Linked DNA regions of Mus musculus: region 2 is linked to region 1. A link is a contact called in public Hi-C data. All regions are on one chromosome and are shown on one strand. The core of a region is the stretch at or near the end of the contact, and the rest is flanking DNA. Distances in the headings are between cores, read along the strand shown. Region 1 holds the start of Sgsm1 (small G protein signaling modulator 1). Region 2 holds the start of Aym1 (activator of yeast meiotic promoters 1).

The links. A called contact is a pair of places that touch in the nucleus more often than the background predicts.
Region 2: a contact with region 1 is called in a Hi-C map of nephron progenitors, with 2.6 times the contacts expected there. The contact joins the promoter of Aym1 here to the promoter of Sgsm1 in region 1. A contact is called at or near these places in 7 of 39 promoter capture datasets (the SN4741 cell line, cranial neural crest, embryonic stem cells and 3 more), 1 of 15 datasets of contacts at CTCF or cohesin (embryonic stem cells), 10 of 484 Hi-C or Micro-C datasets (cerebellum, cortical neurons, embryonic stem cells and 2 more), 5 of 115 datasets of contacts at active chromatin or transcription factors (embryonic stem cells and forebrain) and 2 of 9 other capture datasets (embryonic stem cells and macrophages).

Annotation. Positions count from the first base shown.
Region 1 is chr5:113,308,124-113,315,146 of GRCm38.p6, reverse strand. It overlaps Sgsm1 (small G protein signaling modulator 1), which reads left to right and starts at 4,361. Exons shown (of 25, transcript NM_172718.3): 1 at 4,361-4,473; 2 at 4,556-4,599. The coding sequence starts at 4,455.
Region 2 is chr5:113,354,627-113,361,649 of GRCm38.p6, reverse strand. Aym1 (activator of yeast meiotic promoters 1) reads right to left here and starts at 4,356. Exons shown (of 1, transcript NM_001012726.2): 1 at 3,829-4,356. The coding sequence starts at 4,133. The coding sequence ends at 3,996. It also overlaps 1700016C19Rik.

The DNA of each region.
Region 1 (7,023 bases), core at 3,112-5,611:
GTGTTTCCCTGTGTCCCAGAAAGGCAAGGGTTTTCAGAAGAGCAAGAGAGCTGACAGATACACACACACACACACACACACACTGTATGTTGTACATGGGGAGCTGCGGAGGCTGAGATGTCCAAGCTTTGCAGCCAATGAACTGGAGGGCCAGGGAGGCAGGCGTCTCAGCTCAGTGTCTGGTAAGCTAGAGTCCGTGAAACACCAAAATCCCGATTCAAACCCAATGAATAAAAAAAAGTTCATTCGTGCAGGGCAGTGGTGGTACACGCCTTTAATCCCAGCACTTGGGAGGCAGAGGCAGGCAGATTTCTGAGTTCGAGGCCAGCCTGGTCTACAGAGTGAGTTCCAGGACAGCCAGGACTACACAGAGAAACTTTGTCTCGAAAAACCAAAACAAGAAAAAAGTTCATTGGTCCCTGGCAAAGCGATTAGAGAGGACGGTCCCCATCCTCTGCCCTTTCCTTCCCCTGCAGGTCTCCAGCTGATTGCACAAGGCTAACCCACATTAAGGAAGGTGGTTGCTGCCCTTCCCTGTGGATTTTACTAACCATCTCAGAACCACCCTCGCAGCACATTCCGAGGAATCTCCTGTCTGGGTGTCGCTTAGATTACCCATTGCAGCAGCGAGGCAAGCTAAGTGGGGTTCCTTTGCACGGAGAACGCCTCGCTCAAGGGTCAGGTCCCCTTTCTCTTTGTTGTGTGTCTTTGTTTTCCCTGGAGGATCCTTCGTGCAGTTGATTGGCAGCTTAAGTGAGACAACATACGTAGCATTCAGCATTGGCCTCATCAACAAGTCGCAGCCGTGGTTATCATCCTTACTGAGCTGTGAATTGTGAAGATGTGCGCTGTTGCAGGGCCGCGACGAGCTAATCGCTGCATATCCAGCGCCTCTCCTTAGTGCTGCGCGCGATGCCCATAGTCGTCGCTAGAGGGCGCCGCAGGCACCCTACCAGAAGCACCGCCCGGCTCCCGCTGCAGGGTGAGCCAGCCCCATCACTGATCAACCGGTGGGAATTCGCACGCAGCCTGGGAAAAGCTCTAAGTTACAAGGAAGCTTTCCTAGTGCTTCTTAAGCCGCCATAGGGTGTGTGCTGGCCAGTGTTACGTCAATGACACAAACCACAGTCATCAGAGAGGAGGGAACCTCAACTGAGAAGATGCCGCCATCTCTCTCTCTCTCTCTCTCTCTCTCTCTCTCTCTCTCTCTCTCTGTGTGTGTGTTGGGGGGCGCATTTTCTCAATTGGTTATTGATGTGGGAGGACCGAGTTCACTGTGGGAGGTGCCATTTCTGGGCAAGCCAAAAAGCAGCACCCCTTCATGGCCTCTGCACAGCTCTAGCCTCCTGCCCTGACTTCCTTCAGTGGAACAACAGGGAAGTATAAACCAAATAAGCCCTTTCTTTCCTCCTTAACTTGCTTTTGGGCATGGTGTTTTGTTTGTTTGTTTGTTTGGTTGGTTGGTTTTTGGTTTTTGGTTTTTCAAGACAGGGTTTCTCTGTGTAGTCCTGGCTGTCCTGGAACTCACTCTGTAGACCATGTTGGCCTCGAACTCAGAAATCCGCCTGCCTCTGCCTCCCAAGTGCTGGGATTAAAGGCGTGTGCCACCACTGCCCAGCCAAGGGCATGGTATTTTATCACAGCAATAGTAAACCTAAGTAGGACAGGGTTCAAGGCTCCGGATTCAGCCCCAAGGCAATGGCTCGACTCAAATGCCCTGGAGCTATGCGGTGTTTGAATATGCTTGACCTAGAAAGTGACACTATTAAGAGGTATGGCCTTATTGGGGGAAGTATGTCACTGTGGGCATGAGCTTTGAGACCCTCCTCCTAGCTGCCAGAGTCAGTCTCCTCCAGCCTTCAGATGAAGATGTAGAACTCTCAGTTCCTCCTGCACCAGGCCTGCCTGGATGCTGCCATGCTCCTGCCTTGGCGATGATGGACTGAACCTCTGAACCTGTAAGCCAGCCCCAATTAAATGTTGTCCTTGTAAGAGTCGCCTTGATCGTGGTGTCTGTTCACAGTAATGGAACTCTAATTAAGACTGAAGTTGGGGGGCTGGTGAGATGGCTCAGTGGGTAAGAGTACTGACTGCTCTTCCAAAGGTCCTGAGTTCAAATTCCAGCAACCACTTGGTGGCTCACAACCATCCACAATGAGATCCAATGCCCTCTTCTGGTGTGTCTGAAGACAGCTACAGTGTACTTACATATAATAAGTAAATAAATCTTTTTAAAAAATAAATAAATAAAAAGGCTGAAGTTGGTACCAGGAGTGGGGTATTGCTGTCATAGGCCTGACCATGCTTTTGTTTGAAAGAATATGGGTTTTGGGACTTTGGGTTTGGAACGCCATGGAATGCTTTAAGTGGAGCTTAATGGGCCAGCCTAGACAGAATTAACAATTAAGTCTCATAGAAACCCCAATTTAGACATGATCCTGTGATTCAGTCTTATGAAGAGCATTTTGAGCAAGCATAGCAAGCTTAAAAAGAAAAAACGAGTGTGCTTCAAGTAATGAAGGGGCCCCAGGAAATGAAAAGGAGCTGAATCCTACGTTCAAGGAGACAAACGGATTAAGGGAGTGGTGATCTCAGGGCAAGATCCCACCCAGCTAAGCTTATTGTTTGCAGCTAAACCGTGGATAGTTATATTATTATGATGTGATTATTGGTTTCACTTGGAGATAAGGAGATATGACTGTGTGTCAAACTGTCACAGGATGACACAAGCTTTTAGATCTAGGTGAAGGAAAGCTTAGGTCCAGGCATGGTGGACCATGACTTTGATCCCAGCATTCAGGAGATAGAGCCATGCAAATCTCTTGAGCTCAAGAGAGTGAGTTTACAGAGCAAGTTCCAGGACAGCCAAGCATATTGAAACCACCACTAGAAACCATTTATATTAGAGGAAAACTTCTATGTTCTCTGAAAAGGTTTGAAGGGCTTGGCGAGAAACATCTGATTCATCTTAACCTGCCCCTGGTGAGATGATCCACCCGGTCCATGGCTTGAGCTATTGCTTGCTTTGTGTATGGACCTGAAGAAAATTCTCCCACGTCTTGGGCTTGACTTTCTTTGTGTGTGAGGCTCATGGGGGGGGGGGGGGGGGCTGGAGGCTCGGTAAGTTTATGCAACCAGAGCTCCGGATGTAGTAAGTCCTCAATTATATTTGTCAAGTCCTTATTTCTCATTCTGTGGCATCCTGGAGACACTAAGCACACCTCACTGGAGAGAGTGGGGGAGGAGAGAGTGGGGGGGGGTATCGTGACAGAGACACCACTGCCACACACAAGAGGGGTTCTGGTATACACACACACACACACCAGAAGAGGTCATCAGATCTCATTACAGATGGTTGTGAGCCACCATGTGGTTGCTGGGATTTGAACTCAAGACCTCTGGAAGAGCACTCAGTTCTCTTAACCGCTGAACTGTATGGATTCCTCTTCCCCAAGCATTCCCCAGCCTCCTCCTTTCCCTTCTTGCTCAGAAAGAAAACTCAGCAAGATGCCCCTTGTTCCACAAGACAGCCCCGGTCACTGGTATCTCCCCTGCATCGACTCCACGTCCCTCTAGAACCTTCCAACCCTCTATCACTTGCTCAGATGGTTTACTGTCTACCATCTGAGTGCTGCGGCAATGTGTCCATCTCCTTTGCTTCAAACTCCCAACCCTGGGACTGAGAGATCCTGGCTGAACCCTGGTTCCCAGTATAGGGGGAGCAGCAAGTGAAGAAGAGGCAGGCTTCTTCCAGATGGGGAGTCAGTGTATCTGATTAGTCTGAAAAGGGAGAAAGGGAGAAGAGAGGAGGAGGAGTAAAAAGAGGAGGAAGAGGGGGAGGGGGAAGGGAAGGGGAGGAGGGGACGGAGGAAGGGGGTATATGAAACAGCAGCAGCTACCCCGTATGAAAGCTGGCCCTTTTTTTGTTTTGTTTTGTTTTGTTTTGTTTTTTTTGTCTTGTCTATGATGAGAATTACACATCAAATATCTCGCTTGATCATCAGCTCATTCTAGAACTTATACCCACTTTATACAGGATGAGTCTAGTTTTATTGTGGCGGCAGGGCCTGGCTATGTCGCCCAGGTTGAGTCCCCTGCCTCAGTCTCCCCACTGAGGAGTCGATAGGAGTGTGCCCCGTGCCTGGCTTTGCCTCGTTTCTAAATACGCGTGGATGGACACACGGGATGTGGAGCACGGTTCCGCATCTTAGGTCACCCTAGGCAACTTGGCAAGGCCTGTCGCTAACGCCTGGAGGAGGCTGGATGCGGATGCTCTGCTGTATGCTGTCCAGGAGGCGGCGCTGAGCTTTCGTGGGTGGGGTGGGCGGGATGTCAGGTTCTGACGTCTACATCCTGGGCTGTCATTCATCCCCTGCCGGTCCCGCCCCCTCGCGGCTGCAGCAGGGCGCGGAGCGGGGACGCGTCCGGGAACCGGGCACCGACCAGCTTGAGCCATGGCTTCGGTCCCTGCGGGTAAGCACGGGCGGGCAGCGGGAGGGCGGCCAGGCCCCGCGGCCTCGGTGCCGCTCACCGCGCTTCCCTGCTTGTCCCGCAGAGGCCGAGACCCGCCAGAGGCTGCTGCGCACTGTGAAGAAGGAGGTAGGGGCGGCCACCCCAGGGTGACAGGGCCACCGCGGGCTTCTGGCTGGCGGTGGCTGTGCATGGCTAACTAGGGCGGGGGCTGGGGAGGGGTCGCTGGAAAACGGGTGTTTCAGTGCGTGGGGCCCTCTGGGTGTAGGATCGGAAGGTGTCCAGGTGGGACCTCGCGGAGGGGCAGGTTCTCATTGCTGGGGGTAGAGTAGGGTGATGCGGGGCTCCTCATTAGAGATGCGGAATATCCCCGAGGAAGATCAGGTTTTGGGAGGGGACAGGTTCAATTTTGGAACATGAAGCTATCCCCCAACCCATGTCAGATACTCAGTCCTTGGAGCCACCTCTAGGTGCCAGGGACTTTGTGCAGGAGAGCCTGTGACCTGGGCCAGGGTCACAGAGCAGGTGCCCTCCACTGATACATGGGATCAGACAGGAGTGGCTGCCTGCCTCCCCCGGGATGAAGGAAGCAGCTGAGATCCTAGCCTTACCTCGGCGTTCACAGCCAGTGACCTCCCAGGGCCGTGGGAATTGGGAGAGTTTAGAAGGCTGAGGCGACGTTTAGATGTCTGTGGGCCTGTGGTGTAGATGTATGTTGCCCAGGACATGTGCATATATGTATGTGCACCTGCCTGGAAATACCTAAGGATGATCTATATATTGTGTCTGCTTGTGCGAGTCTACGAATGTGTATTTGTGTGAATGGGTAAGATTGAGTATGTATGTGGTGTGGCATTGCCCTCCCATTTTGGCTCCGCCCTATCCTTCAGTCACCCCCACCCCCCATTCCCGTCCCTGCTGCCTTGTCTTCATCCTGGGGTTCTTATCCCAAGTCCTTGCTTGGCTGTGAATCTGTGAGCCAGGCTGGAGTCTGTCCCTTGCTTCCTGAGCATGGAGGTGTGTGTATACCTGTGGGGTGTGTGTGCGTGTGTGCGCGCGCGCGTGTGTGTGTTAGGGGTGTCACTCAGGAGGGCCTCCCTTCCTGGTGGCAGCCACCTGGGCAGTTGGAGGCCCGGACCTGTCCCCGGTTCCTTCCTCCTCTTGGGGATCGTGGGTGTGTGCCTGTGTTTGTGTCTCTGTGTGTAGCACATTCCTTTTAAAGAACTAGCTCCGTGGATTGCTGCAGATTCTAGAATTTTCCTTCGAGGTGATATGTAAGATGGATAGAAGGGGGTCCCTCAGAAAGGCCTAGAAGTCTTTACCTCCATCTTTGTAAAGACCTGTTTGAAGATACTATCCAGACCCCAACCCTGAAACCTCACACCCCTGCCCTTCGGGGAAGGGTCTCAGCCCTTAGGTTTAAAGCTGGAAGGCCGTGGTTTTTTACCCAGCCCTGGCTGTAATGCTTGCTCCTCATGCCTGGAGCTGACCCCCACTTTACTAGGGAAATGGTTGACCAAATAGGATGTACAATGAAAGACAGGGTCAGCAGGCCCTGGGGAACCTAGGAGACATCCGTGTATAGCTGTGCCACATGGCCCCTCAGAGTTCATCTTTCCTACGTCCTCTCTTTGTAAGATCACCGCTTTCCCATCTGCAGAGTGACGCATGTGGCCCCATGGCCCACACACATGTCCCTTACTGTTCCTCCCCAGTCTAGCTTGGGTTCCTGGAAATGCTGTGGGGACATTGCTCTCCACCCTGTGTCCACAAGTCTGCTGGATTCCCTGCTTCTGTGGTCCCACTAAGTTTGGAGTGAGCCATCTTCTTGGCTCAAGCCGGAGTAGAGTGGCCAGGCAAGGACAGTTTCTTGCTGCTTTGTCCGATTACTAAAAGCTCCAAAGCTGGGAGCAGAAGTCGGGATTCCCAGTCACAAACTGCTCACAGATTCTAAATCTTGCATTTACGGAGGTCGGTCACCCAGAGGATCTGAGCTTCTTTGGGTTTTTTTTGTGCTCCGTGTACTGCAGACATAGTAACCCTATGAAGATGGTTGATACAGAACTGGGGCTTACAGTAGGGGAGTGGCTTCTAACAGCACCCAGCCAAGAAGGGCCAGAGGTAGTGTAATCACTCCCAGGTCATCCAAGCTCCTGGGGTACAGGGGTAACGTGATTCCCATCACCCTACTGGGAATAGGGTGCCCAGAAGCAGGAAGCCATGTTTGAAGTGTACAGACCCAGTGCAGAACATGAGCAAGTCTGCCATCTGCAAGCTCACAAGTAAGCCCCCTATGCTTGCCCTCTATGTACACTGCTTCCTCTGGCCACCTCTTTGGGTAATGAGCCACTCCTCCAATGTCAGATAGATATGGATAGGGAGAAAGTTGCCTCAAAGTCTGATCAGCAACTTCTCTGTCTGAGTTCAGATGAGCCACACCCCTGTGGACCACAGCCTCCCTCTTCCTCCTGGAAGAGGTGACAAGGGACTTCCCTAGATAGCCAAACAGCTGTGCAAGCCTGCCTCAGAGCCTGTGGGGTTGGAAGCTCTGTC
Region 2 (7,023 bases), core at 3,107-5,606, 47 kb before region 1:
CTCTAGATCTCAAAATGTGCAGCGCTTTAACTACAGGGTATATGACAGTTCACAACAAAATTGTGTATGAGACATCTCCAAGGACAATGGTTTTTCTAAATAGGAATCGTAAAGAAGGCCTAGGCTTCCGGGGGTGAGCTGGCAATGTGACAAGGGGTCGCCACTGGACCAATGAGTGTAGATCCAAAAGAGACCCAAGGCAATTTCTTGCCATCAGGAAACAAAATGGGAGCCCCACACAGCAGAAAGCACAAGCTGTTTGCCTCTCGTCAGCCAGAAAGTAACAAGCAGGCAGAAAAGGCTCAACTAAGCATTGCAGATCTACAATGCAGCCCCGCTCTAGACTCGGTCACAGATAAACATCCTACACTACCCCTCCCCCAATTCAGTTTTGTAAAATAACTACTGGAGTTTATGGTCCTTTGCCCTCAGGGACAGTAGGAATGGTCTCAGGAAGGAGCAGTTTGACTTCCCAAGGACTGATTGTGCATCCAGGAATTATAGGTGAAAAATTTCAAAGTAGAAATGAAGATAATGGCTTATGAAAAAAATATGCTTTAACACAGGTGATAGGACTGCTCAGATGTTACTGTTTGTCTATATCCAAGGCAAGGCTGCTCCCTGGAGAACAATCGATCAGGAGGGTTTGGAAGTCCTAGAAAATGCGCATTCTGGCAAACAGTTGTTAATGATCCGAGGCCAAAATTAAAGTTGCAAGAGAATGAGGTTGAAATAGACAGTTTGGTGGATACAGGAGCTGTTGCAACTATTACTTCACAAAAATCTTGGTATTCAGAATGGCCGCTTCAAAAAGTTTATACCCAGTTTCTAGGAATTGGACGTTTATCTCAGCTAAAACAGAATGTGTGGTGGGCTACATATTGATAGCTATATTTCAAGGCCAGTGTGGGACCAGAAGGTCATCAAGGAAAGGCATAAGACCGTCCAAGGCTGACATAGCCGTACATTTATGGGGGCAAGATTTATTTAAAAAGAAGGGATTGGGCCAGCAGATGAGAGGAGAAGGCACTTGGGGCAGAAGATGCCATTAGAAGACAGTGGGACCAGGAGAAGCTGAGCTGAGGCTTCAACAGTTGATACAGCCAGCCTGGAGCTGCTGGTATTGGGGAAACGGGGAGAAGGGGCTATTTAAGGAGGCCGTCGGGGAGCTTCAGGAGGAACAGCTGGGAGAATGCTCTGGAGGAACGCTGGGCTGTGAACCAGGAGAAGGGCAGACAGGAAGGTAAGAGAGCTGGTTGCTGTTCTAACAGCTAGGCCTTTTGCGGTGGATGGTGACTAACATTATTAACACAAACTCACAGTTAATCAGAGTGCCAGTGGAGGGCTGGCTCACACACAGGTATACACACTCACCATTCCCTTGCAGCTGGGGCTCAGGTAGCGTCACGGGGTGGAAGCAGGGGAGAGAACCACTGCGCTATACAAACTCACAGCAGCTGTGGTTGCCTCCAAACGCTAAAGGCAGGTGGCCATCATGGAGAGGCTCGAGAGTCCCCAGCCCAGGCTGAGAAGCAGTAGGGAGTGGTCTCTGGTCGGTCAACTGTGAGCCAGTGGATGATCTCACATGTCATACAAACGTATATCTGTATACGGGCAGCAGGGTTCTGTCGGCTGGGCATGGTGGGTGGTGTGCATCTTTAATTCCAGAACTCACAAAGCAGAGGCAGGTGGATCTCTGAGTTCAAAGCCAGCCTGGTCTGCATAGCATGTTCTAGGACAGCCAAGGCTACATCCATAGAGACCCTGTCTCAAAACAAATAAAATTTTTAAAAAAAGGAAAAAAAGAGGGACACGGAGTTTACAGGGGAATAGATCTGGGAAGAGTTAGTGGGAGGTGGGGAGGTGATTATGTTCACAAATGTATAATAAAATCATCAAAGGATTCATAAAATATATTAATATTGTACTATATTTTATAATAATAAGCGATCAGCTATACACTTAGCATCGTCTTAGCCTTTCAGCACTGTTAGAGCTTCATCCATGGCTGAAGCCGCTCTCTCCCCAGCAGACTCCTATAAGGAGCGGTGCACCTGCTTCTTGGGGCTTCAGTCCAAGGTGGATAAAAGCCTCCTCAAGACATAAAGTAAAAAGTCAGACAAACGGCGCCACATGCTGCATGCGGTTCAAGGAGCCATGATGCTGATGTTCTGTTACTGTTTCATGATACAAAGGATGGCCCTGAAATATAGCTATCAAAACTATAAGCTTGTTCCGCTTGTAGGCTGCTACACCATGAAAAACTATTCAAAAGGGAAAGGCCCGAGTTCAGGCTCTGCGAGGGCGCCTCTGTGATGTCCTCAGAACCGGCTCCTTACCCTGATCTTTTAGCCCATCCTGTCCCACTGTGACACAAGACTGCAGAGTTTATTGGGGGGGGGGCGACACACATTTATTCTTACCTCTAGAGTCTGGGAAAGTCTGAGATCAAGGGATGAGGGCAACCGTTCTGGCCGGTATTGTCATCCCAGGGCGCCTCCAGGCAAGAGAGAGCAGGCTCAGTCTGCCTTCACGTCAGCCCACCTCTCCAGGGAGGAAGCCACACCCTCAACATCCATTCACAACAGCTACACGGTCAGAGAGAACTGACCCGAACGTGACCCCCCATGGCTCAGCCTCACTGCAATTTCCCGTTCCAACCCAGGCTCCTTGAGGAACACCACTCAGCCCACAGCTGTCGCCAAGGTGCAGCCAGCCCTGCAAGGGGGCTCCAGGGAGCCTCCCTGTGCGACAGCTCCAGTTTCAGACCAGCGTGAGGAGTCAGCAGGTAAGTCTTACACCCCTTCCCAGAGTTCCCAAACAGGGTCCCCATCCACGTCCTGCAGTAACTCAAGAGACGCCCGTGAGATGCTACCCACAACTAAGGGCAGCACGAGTGTGTGCCATGCGAGGCTCTCTACAGAGTACAACTCATGTTTATTAGTTGAAAAATTATACAGTAAATTCTGATCGTGGTTTCTGCTCCAGGCATCTCCTCCCAGATCCTCCCGCCTCTTCCAACACCAGACTTCCTTTCTCTTTCTTTTCATAAAACAATGCGGCAAATTTAAAAAAGAAAAAAAAAATTCAAATGAAAAGGAAAAAAAATTAAGACAAAATCAGAAAACATAATATACAAACAAGACTAGTAACACACCGAGGGACACAGGGGAGGAAGGCAAAGGGGAAAAAGAGAGGGGGTGTGGGGAGGGAGGGGGAGAGAGAGCACAAAACACAAATCTCAAACAAAAATATGAGACCAAAAAAACCCTGCCAAGGATGCCATCGAGTTCTTTTCCTGGTGGCCACATGCTGCTGGACACTGGACCTACCCTTAAATGTAGTTTATATACCCAGTGAGACGAAACTGGAGAAACTCCTTTCAGGCCCTTAAAAGACTGGAAGGGTATTTTTTGTTTGTTTGTTTGTTTTTTGGTTAGGAATTGGGGGAGTTCAGTTCCCCCAGTAGATGCTATGAACATATCTGCTTTGACCCTGTGCAGGCCCTGTGCACCAGTTGTTATTTCTGAGCGTGGAAGGTGGCATTTGGGTATCGGCCTCCGCATCATCCTGTTCTTGAAGCAGAGTTCACAGAACCATGGCAGCACACACACAGAGTCTAACTCTTAAACCTGAGAGGCCAGAGAGACCCCAGGCCCGGGGGCTGATTGCAGGATTCTCTTGTCTGGAAATGGAAACTTGAAGTACAAGTAAGAGGATTTACTGGAAATGACATTTAGGCATTTAGTGGCACAAGCAGGGCAGGGCACAGCCAATACACAGATGAGTCTCATTGGCTGTGTGCCAACCTTTTTTTTTTTTTTTTTTAGTTCCCTGACAGCTACAGGCTGGGGGGAGAGCAGGGATTGGGAGGGGGCATGTTTTAGGATGATGTGTGCTCCATTAACTCTTCGTGCTCCAGGAGGATGTGAAGTGGAAATTTGAAGCCCACTTCTTTCCCACCAGGGGCATCGGCTGAGAGCAGAGAGCAGCATTTACTTATTCCCTGAACTACCTGAGCACAGCAACAAGCTCAGTGGAGAATGACCCCGTGCAGTGCGCGTGCTCCTCTCTCTAAGAGATAATGGAACTAGAGCATCCTCAGAAAGTTCTGTGAGAGCACGGGGCTTCATTGCTAGACAGGGAGGGGTGTGTAGACTCACAAGGTTAGCATTTCCTTCTCAGCCCACCCTGGTCCACAGTTCAGTTGCCCTGGCATTTCTGAGTGGTGTCCTCTGTCTTGGTCTCAGTGCTCTGCCCCCCACCCCTGCAGTGGCTTCTCCGGGTGAGGGCAGGAGGACACCCAGGCACTGTTCCCAAAGCTTCTGCAGGACGCAGGAGCTGCTCAGCCAGCAGCTGCCCCTCTGCCGGGCACACAGCTCCGGGGGGGGGGGGGTTGCAGGGGGAGGGGGCGGTGCTGGCAGCTCTGGAGCTGGAGCAGGGAAGAGGGGACCAGTCCTGCTCTAGCTCAGAGCCCTTAGGGAGATTCCCTCCCATCCCACCCCCCACCCCAAGGCCCAGAGGGAAGATCTGCAGCCTTTGAGCACTCCAGTCCCTTATCCCACCCCTACCCTCTTCAGCCTCTCACTCCAGCAACCTGTGTGTGTGAGCTCACATGTGTTTCCTCCGGCATCTGTTACATGGGCCTGGGCAGCATTTTCTGAGCCCACTTCCAGCTTCTTTACTCACAGATTCCAAATATTTGTGCCAACCGTGGGCCACGCATGGCCAAGCCCAATGGCACGCAGGTGAAAGAGAAGGTAGAAGTTGCTTCTAAATTTACACCAAACTTCCAAACTACCTGCTTGTGTCCCGGGCACCCTTTGTCCTTATGGCCTGCCCAGGCTCTAGGGTATAAAAGACCTGTAAAAAGCGATAGCTGCCCCCAGCATCCTTACAGACCCCGCCCCCTGGCTTCCCTTAGCCGGCTGCAATCCCAGAGCTGCCCCTGCTCCAGCTTGCAGGACATCTCAAGGACCCAGTGACATTGCATGGGTGGTTGGTTAGTGTGTTTTCTAGATACCATTCCACGACCCAGCACCCTGGGTTCCTCTCTGCATCCCTGCTGAATTCTGCAGGCCTCCCCACTGGTGAGCCCGCCTCACAGCCCAGTTTGCTGTTTACTGACCTTATTATCTCTGGTAGAGGTGAGAGAGTTTGTAGGCTTGCGCCGCACACACCCGGACGTGTCCAAGACCCTTGCATAAAAAAGACTGCATTCAGAGCCCTGGGAGAATTCAGAAGGGTCCAGAGGGATGGCTGAGCATGCAGACACCGCTGCTAATGGAGAAGGAGCAGGAGTTCCAGTTCAACAGGGACACGGGACACGACTCGGCAGTCATGTGCTCACATCTATCACGTCTGCTAATGAGCTTTCCTGCCCAGGGCTGGGGCTCCATAATAGAGCTCTGAAGACAGCTCCAACCAGAGTTCCAGACCTCGGCTGTGAGCCCTGGCCCCCACTGTACCACCATCCAGAGTAAAAAACTCGACCCAAGGTTTCCCGCCACATCAGAGAAGGGAGGTGCCTCGACTCTCTTCCCCAGTGCCCTTTAGGAAGAGAGGCAGGACACCCTGTTGTTGGTTTCTCTGGTGTCGGACACCAGCAGACACCGTCGTATGCATCACACATGGGGGAAAAGTCTGGGGAGGAGAATGGGAGATTCCTATGCGCACACATGGATGAAGAGATTCTGTCCCACTGTACCTCCTGAGACTGGGTCTGAGAGTCACCACCCTAGACCCAGACATGCCAGGACCCACTGCCCCATGCTCTCCCCTCTCCCTGCCCAGGCTCTTGGGCTCCCTCTCCAATGCCATCATAAGCATAGCAGAGGAGCTTGGAGGGAGAGGGACGCCCCATTCTGGGGCCTTGTAAAGCTGCTGCATCCCATGTCTGGAAGCAAGCATGGCTGCCCTGCCCTCTCGTTCCCCCACACCCCCTTCCAGCCCATCTGCATACTCATGCTCCCACCCTAACTCTCTCAGCTCAAACTGCACCTAGTAAGGCCTGCATCATAGGACCCACACCAGCCTCACCTCCCTAGTGCGAGCGGTTCCTCCCCCCTCGAGTAAAAGAACTCGCCTCTCTCTGCTGGGAAAGACAAAGACACTTGGCATCTCAGGGGACCTCAGCCACAGTGCTTGTCCCAGTCTCCCTCCCATGTGGCAGTGGCACCTGACCCCCTTCTGTGGACTGCATCCCCCCCCCCCCCCCCCGCCCAGAGTTCTCAAACTTACACCATAGTGAGTTGCCACACCCTGCTGCCATCCCTGCCCTCAGGCGCAGGCTCACACCACAAAACAATACAATAAAACTCACAAAACAACACAAAAGTGGTACCAGTCACATGTGCAGCCCTTTTCCTTCATGTAACATAGAAGCTTAGACGGTCCCCACGGCCCTTCCGGGTTCTTAGAGCCTGTGGCTCACTCAGCAGTAAGGGTTCGTCAGAGCCTTCAAAGCTCAGTTTAAAAGTCAGCTCCTCCAAGGGGTCCCTGTGAGTCTTTCTGTCATTCTGAGCCTGTCCTGCTTTTCTAAACAGTGTGCTCGTGCACAGTTTGTCCTGACATATTGTGTCTCCCCCTACCATTTTAAAAATCTCTCTAAATGGGAGTGACCTAAACGTACTACTAGTCAGAGGTCAGAGACTAGCACCATGGATTAAACAGCAGTGAGACCTAACCACATGTTGTGTACAAAAAGGCAGACTTTCAATACTGAAACACAAGCTAAAGGTAAAGTGGTGGAGAAAGGCGCCGGTTTTGCTCACACAAATCAAAAAGTAAGCCAAGCAGCTGCAGATCCATCAAGCAAAGCAGCCATCACGGTGAGGAAAAGGATTTGTGGACAAACAGGTTCCACCTTTGGCTCGGTGGGCCAGTCCTCAAAGCCATAGCGTCCCCGGCATCCACGCAGCTGGGCTCCCTGACGAGAGGGTCTCATATCGGAGGAGGCGAAACCAGGTAGATTTGCAGAAGCGGGCAAATTCTCTACTGCAGTTGGAGACTCAGCCCTCCCTT